Linked DNA regions of Mus musculus: region 1 is linked to region 2. A link is a contact called in public Hi-C data. All regions are on one chromosome and are shown on one strand. Each heading gives the region's core, a stretch centred on a gene start, on an enhancer-like site or on the middle of the called end of the contact. The rest is flanking DNA. Distances are from core to core; before and after follow the strand shown.

Region 1 (2,800 bases), core at 27-2,526, 71 kb before region 2:
CATGGCATACATCCATACAGAGACATACAAAGAAAGAAAGAAAGAAAGAAAGAAAGGAAGAAAGAAAGAAAGAAAGAAAGAAAGAAAGAAGAGAGAAGAGAGAGAGAGAGAAAAAAAGAAAGAAAGAAAGAAAGAAAGAAAGAAAGAAAGAAAGAAAGAAAGAAAGAAAGGAAGGAAGAAAGAAAGAAAGAAAGAAAAATATACACACGTAGACATAGACATACATATATGCATAGACATACATGTATGCTTGAGAAGAGGAGATGAAAGAGCAAGAGATTTTTATTTTTGAATTCAAAAAAGTAAAACGGTGTCTTGTGCCTGCAATCCCAGCATTCAGAAGGCCGAGATACGAAAGAAAATCAGAGTTCACGAAAGAAAATCAGAGTTCAAGGCCAGCCTGGGCTACAGAGCCAGACTCTGTCTGAAACTGAACAATGCACACAATAATTAATTTCCATGTGAAGGAGTCACTTTATCAAAACTGAGCAAAACAAAACTTAAAATGATACCTCACAGCAATTCACACGGTGATACAGAGGGAAAAAATTAGCTTCTCAAGGTGAACTTAACATTTTACTTCTGAGAATAAGATGTTTCCTGTTCCCTTGTTGTGTTCCAGATAAGCTGACTCAAATCTGAACAAAGCAACGTATTGTTTCTCTGCCATAAGCACACTCATACTTGATGGGAAACTTAAAATCCAATGGCCTAACAATTAGCAGATTGATCCGGTTTGTCCCAAGACTTGGGGAACTGAGGCAAGAGGCTCACAGAGAGTTCAAGGCCAGCCTGTACCACTTAGAGGGACTCTGTCTCAAAAATCCAAAGCAGAACAGAAAACAGATGCATTCAGTATGAGCATTCAGTGTAGCAGAAACAGAACCATGAGGGAAAAGAGAAAAAAGATAAATTTGTCTCAGTTTACAGAATGAATATACATTGCATGTAAGATATTTGAATCTCAAAATTAAAAACAAAAAAATTAGTACATCACAGTTCTGCATCATTTATAAACAAATGATTCCAGTAAGTGGGTGTCCAAGGATACTCTGCACTCCAGCAGCTTGAGAGGAACAGGGAGAGGCCCTGACCTGATCCTGCCTCCAGCCTCACCCTCAAGAAGGTGTTCTCTACCTGTGTGCAGTCATGCTGTAAGAGGGAGGGGGTTGCCAATGCCCAGGTGGGCTTGTAGGCATGACTGCTAAGCACAGTGCCCAGGGATCGAGCCAGTTGCTTCATTTCTTCACGCCCCAGAGCCCTCATTTATAACAGGAAGGGAAAAGTTCTACTGGTCTCATAAACAACCTAACTACGAGGAGGGTGTGTGCCAACACACAAGGAAATCATCCCAGCTCTCTACTTTGAGATAGACTTTTGCTTTATCCAGTTATTGGGTCTGGATGCAAGGTTCTGTTTGAAAGAGAGATTCTACTTCCTGCCTTTAAAAGGTTTTGGAGAGCCCACTGATCAAAAAGACTATTTTTCTTGGCATGTGGGCTGATGGTCTGCAATCTTTGTGCTTGGGAGGCTGAGGCAGGAGAATTGCCTGGACTAGAGGACAGGTATGTGTGGACAAACAGGGTTTCAGTGAGACCCTGTCTAAGAAAAAAACAAAATAAATTATTTTGCAACTTAGAATCATGCTCATCTATTTGTCCTTTGGCCCAAAGCCAGGTCCCTCCTCCTCCCGCCTTTCCTCCCATTAACCCTGAACTCTAAATATTAAGGCCTCATTGCTCTCCCTTCCCCAGCCCTGGATCCCTGTGGTACAGTGGGCTAATGAGATAAGGATGATGTCATTATAATTGCAGAAACTATTTCATGATAATCTTTTGTTTTTCTCTTGCTAACTTTCTAAAGGGAGAAACACTTTATTAATTATCTGAGCGCTGGCAGCCTTTTGGAAGTAAACTCTATATGAAGGCTACTGCTATTAGCCACACTGGATGAAGCACTTGGGGATTAAAAGCGTTATGTAAATGTTTACACATGATTATGACATGGCCCCAGCTTCATACTGGGAGGGCACAAACAGCCCAGATAGAAGCATGAAGTCCCAGAGAGGCGGTGGATTTTTTTTCTCTTACAAGGTATGAAATTGTCTTTTAATTTTAGCATAAAGATAGTCACACTTTTGAAGAGTGTCATTCACAGCCATTAGGATGATATTTATGACTGCGAAAGGAAGCAGCTGGACACTGAGGGTTAACTGACTATTTTAAGAACTGGGGTGGGGAGCACGGAGAAGAGGGACGGAGAGGAGAAATTAAAATGGAGTGACAAGAACGTTTAACAATAAGAGCAGCAGCTCCCAAAAGCAGACTCAGTATGTCTCTCTCTGATGCTGAGATAGATTCATTCTCTCTCTCTCTCTCTCTCTCTCTCTCTCTCTCTCTCTCTCTCTCTCTCTCTCTCTCTCTCTCTGTCTCTCTCTGTCTCTCTCTCTCCCACATCTCTCTCATTTTATTTTGTTTTAATATTTGGTGAGTTCTACCTAACACGTGGGGAAGTGTAATCCCTACCCCACCCCACCACCTGCAGGTTTCAGGAGAAGGCACTTGTGATCGCTCACTGGATCACATCTAGTACTCCTAAGGGATGCCTCTTGCTGGGTAGTGTGACCTAGGAAGTCCTCTTCTCTTGGGTAGTGCTGTGGGGATTCAAACCCAGCACCTCACTTATACTACTCAAGAGCTCAGCAACTCTAGGACTAAGCTTTTTCCAGCCTCTAAACTTCTTTCCAATGAAGAGGCCGCTGTGAGGGTCTCCGTCTGCTCTTGGTGCACAGGAGAATTTG
Region 2 (3,009 bases), core at 274-2,773:
ATGTTCTCCTCTTTGTCCTTTCTTCCTTGGAACTTGCCAGGAAGGATCATCATGCATTTCTTCAGAAGTACAGACTCTGGGCCTGAGAGGTGGTTCAGTAAGAGAGATGGTAAGAATGCAGAAAGCTAGAGTTCAGTTTCCAGTTCAGATACCTTCTAACTACCTGTAACTTCATCCCTGAGAGATCTGATATCTTCTTCTAGCTCCAGTGGTTGCATGCATATACACTGAGAGACATGCATGCACATATAAATAAAGTAAATTAAAACCTTTTTTAAAAAAGAAAAAGAAACTAAAATACTTATTGCAGTTTATAAAGAGTGGTGTGGCATAGTTGAGTATATATGTGTACCCTCACACACACACACACACACACACACACACACACACACACACAGAGAGAGAGAGAGAGAGAGAGAGAGAGAGAGAGAGAGAGAGAGAGAGAGACCTTGTGCACACGTGGTCTCAGGCATGTAGAATGGGAATTAGATACATACCCCAAATTCCCATACTTGCATTTCCTCAGCTGAATAGAACCCAGGAGTCTTTTTCTGGCGTGTTCTTCTCTGTCAGAAGTTCTGCATGCCTTCCAAAAAGGCCTTAATCTCTCATATATCTAAAATGTCCTGGACCCTGAAAAGTGAGCGACTGATGTAGATTCTGAACAGGAAAACACAGGCCATCTATGTATAGATCTGGGCAAGCAGTGATTCACCTTTGCTTCACACTAATCTTTGAGGCACTATAACAAAGCCATTTTTAAATGTATGGTAATTTGTCACTTAAAGGGAAGAGTTGGGTAGCAGTGAGTCACTGCATTTCTTCTAAGTAGAGGTTGAATAGGTTACTGCATCCATTCATCTGTTGAATCATCAATTCGACATTTTATCTTACATTCAACAGGCTGACATGACCTGTCTTACAGGTGACAACAACCATATATTTTCCTTCACAAGAATAGCCTGTTTCCTACCAGTCAAGACAGAGCAATCTGACAAGTACATGAATTCCTCAAAGATTAGAAAATCCATAGACCACATTGGATAGTTGATGTAAAAAAGATCACAGTAGCATTTTTAGAAAGATGATTCAGTCAATGAAAATGTCTGTCATTCAAGCATGAGGTCCTGAGTTTGAAACCTCGGCACACACATCAACATACAGTCACATGTATAATACATAAAACTTTAGACACACACACAGAGACCATTGGTGGTGTATGAAAGCTACAATTCCTACTTTTTTTTGAGAAGCTAAGGCAATCAAAGAAATAGATTTATCTGTTAGGCCAATGGGAAATTCCTAGTTGAAGACAGAAATAACTACATTCCCCCCTCCCCACTTCCTCCTCTAATAGGAGGTCCTCAATGTGACTATATTCAGATCTCTCATCAACTGGAAGGAAAAAAAATTGATTCTAACATCAGGACTCAAGAGTTGTTCTTCCTTTTGTGGCCTGGAGAAGTCATTCTTGGGCTCAGCTAGTAACCAGCCATGCAGAGCATGACCAAAGCTTTCTGTGAGTCATCTCCCAAAGGGAGAGGAGGACTCTGGGCAACGCCTCGCCTCTCGTGGATCCACTCAGTTCCCATTTCATGGAAACCCTGAGCTTGCTTTGCATTTCTACGCTCTAACACCATTCACTATCGAAGCCTGAGGCTTGGGGCCTTTCTCTCTCTGAATGAAATGGTGCATAGAGACCTGAGATGCACATTTCTGAGAGGGAATGCAGAGCAATTGTTGTACAGAGGCCTCCAACTTGTCTGAGTCCTCTGCACTGGCAGTTTGTGCAGACTAGACTGTCCTCATCTGAGATGGGTAAAGTTTCTTTTTGAGTGATAAGCCTTAACTAATAGTGAAGGAGAGTGTGTCTACTTCCAGTTCAAGTTAAGATTCCATAATTGTCCATGACAGGCAACATGTCTTTCTCTTTGGCACACACATAGATGAAAAACATACCACTTATTAAAACTGGTCCCAGCATTCTGATCTCTCTTGTGCTCTGGGTAAAGTTCAGGGTCAGAGGAAGTGAAGAGCTAGGACCGATGTATACTAGCTCCCTCCCATCACGTTCCAGTGGATGGACTAGAAGAAATAGGCTTGGATTTTTACCCTTTACTTTTTACACCTCTAATACCCACAGCTAGGGCAGTTCCTTCTTGGGTTTTTTTTTTTTTTTCTTTTGTCAGGTTGCACAAGCAGCCATTAATTACTTGTCTAATTATATCCAGGAGAGTAACAAAGATGCCTCTGCTCACATCCCAGGGAGTTATCCTTCAGGTAATGAAAACAGTTAATTCCAAACCTGCTCGGCAATGTACTTCCTGCTAATGGAGAGTAAACACCATGTCACTTTGATAGCACACAGAAAGAGAAGCCTGGTGGATCTGCTCACACCTGACCAGGAAGGAACAGCGGTTCTGCCTGCTCTCCCTTCCCATCAGCCACCCTGTTGACACCTCTCAGATGTGTGGACGATGCCTGCCACACACTGGCCCACGTTTTCAAAAGCATCCTGTGTGAACTCAAACTACAAATGTGACTTAGAACTTCACTTTGGCCACTGTGTTTTAAGCAAAAGTTAAATGTTTTAAGAGGAACGCGGTTGCAAAACCCTTTCTTGTCTCGACTCATGCAGAATCTAGATGCTTAGAAATATGAATAAAATATGTTGAATTTACCAAGACCCTTCCAGGAAATCCTGTGTTTAAACTTTTGGAATGGAGGCAGTTTGAATATAAAGACAATCCATGAAAAGAATGCACAGGACGAAGTCATTTAACACTGCGTTATGAAGTTCTACTTCTTGTCATGAAAGCTTCTGGGTCTAATGTAATCCCATTATCTCTCATCTACTTCTGTTTTCTGTGTGGAAATAGAGGCTACTTCTCTGAAACTCTCCTTTATGGTGTAATCCTTTTTCTCAGCCCTTTCTTTACTGGGTTGAGTAAGTCCAGTGTTTTCAACTTGTCTTGTTTTGGCCCCTTCCCCTAAACCTCACCACACATA

The links. Hi-C and Micro-C count contacts between places; a contact is called where the count stands out from the background.
Region 1: a Hi-C map of uterus shows a contact between it and region 2, with 2.0 times the contacts expected there. The contact joins two enhancer-like sites. A contact is called at or near these places in 1 of 39 promoter capture datasets (the 3T3-L1 cell line), 1 of 15 datasets of contacts at CTCF or cohesin (the NIH/3T3 cell line), 11 of 484 Hi-C or Micro-C datasets (the 3T3-L1 cell line, 3T3-L1-derived adipocytes, the C2C12 cell line and 6 more), 1 of 115 datasets of contacts at active chromatin or transcription factors (heart atrium) and 1 of 9 other capture datasets (adipose tissue).

What each region holds. Positions count from the first base shown.
Region 1 is chr2:7,082,812-7,085,611 of GRCm38.p6, reverse strand. It overlaps a transcript of Celf2 not described here. Among named protein-coding and RNA genes, the nearest start is that of 5031426D15Rik, 160 kb to the right of the region's middle. Within about 2 kb of position 1,276, at least 5 of the 459 cell types and tissues checked have an H3K27ac peak or open chromatin away from gene starts, as enhancers often do. A contact at or near this core is called in uterus, where this site is marked.
Region 2 is chr2:7,011,830-7,014,838 of GRCm38.p6, reverse strand. It overlaps a transcript of Celf2 not described here. Among named protein-coding and RNA genes, the nearest start is that of 5031426D15Rik, 85 kb to the right of the region's middle. Within about 2 kb of position 1,523, at least 39 of the 459 cell types and tissues checked have an H3K27ac peak or open chromatin away from gene starts, as enhancers often do. A contact at or near this core is called in uterus, where this site is marked.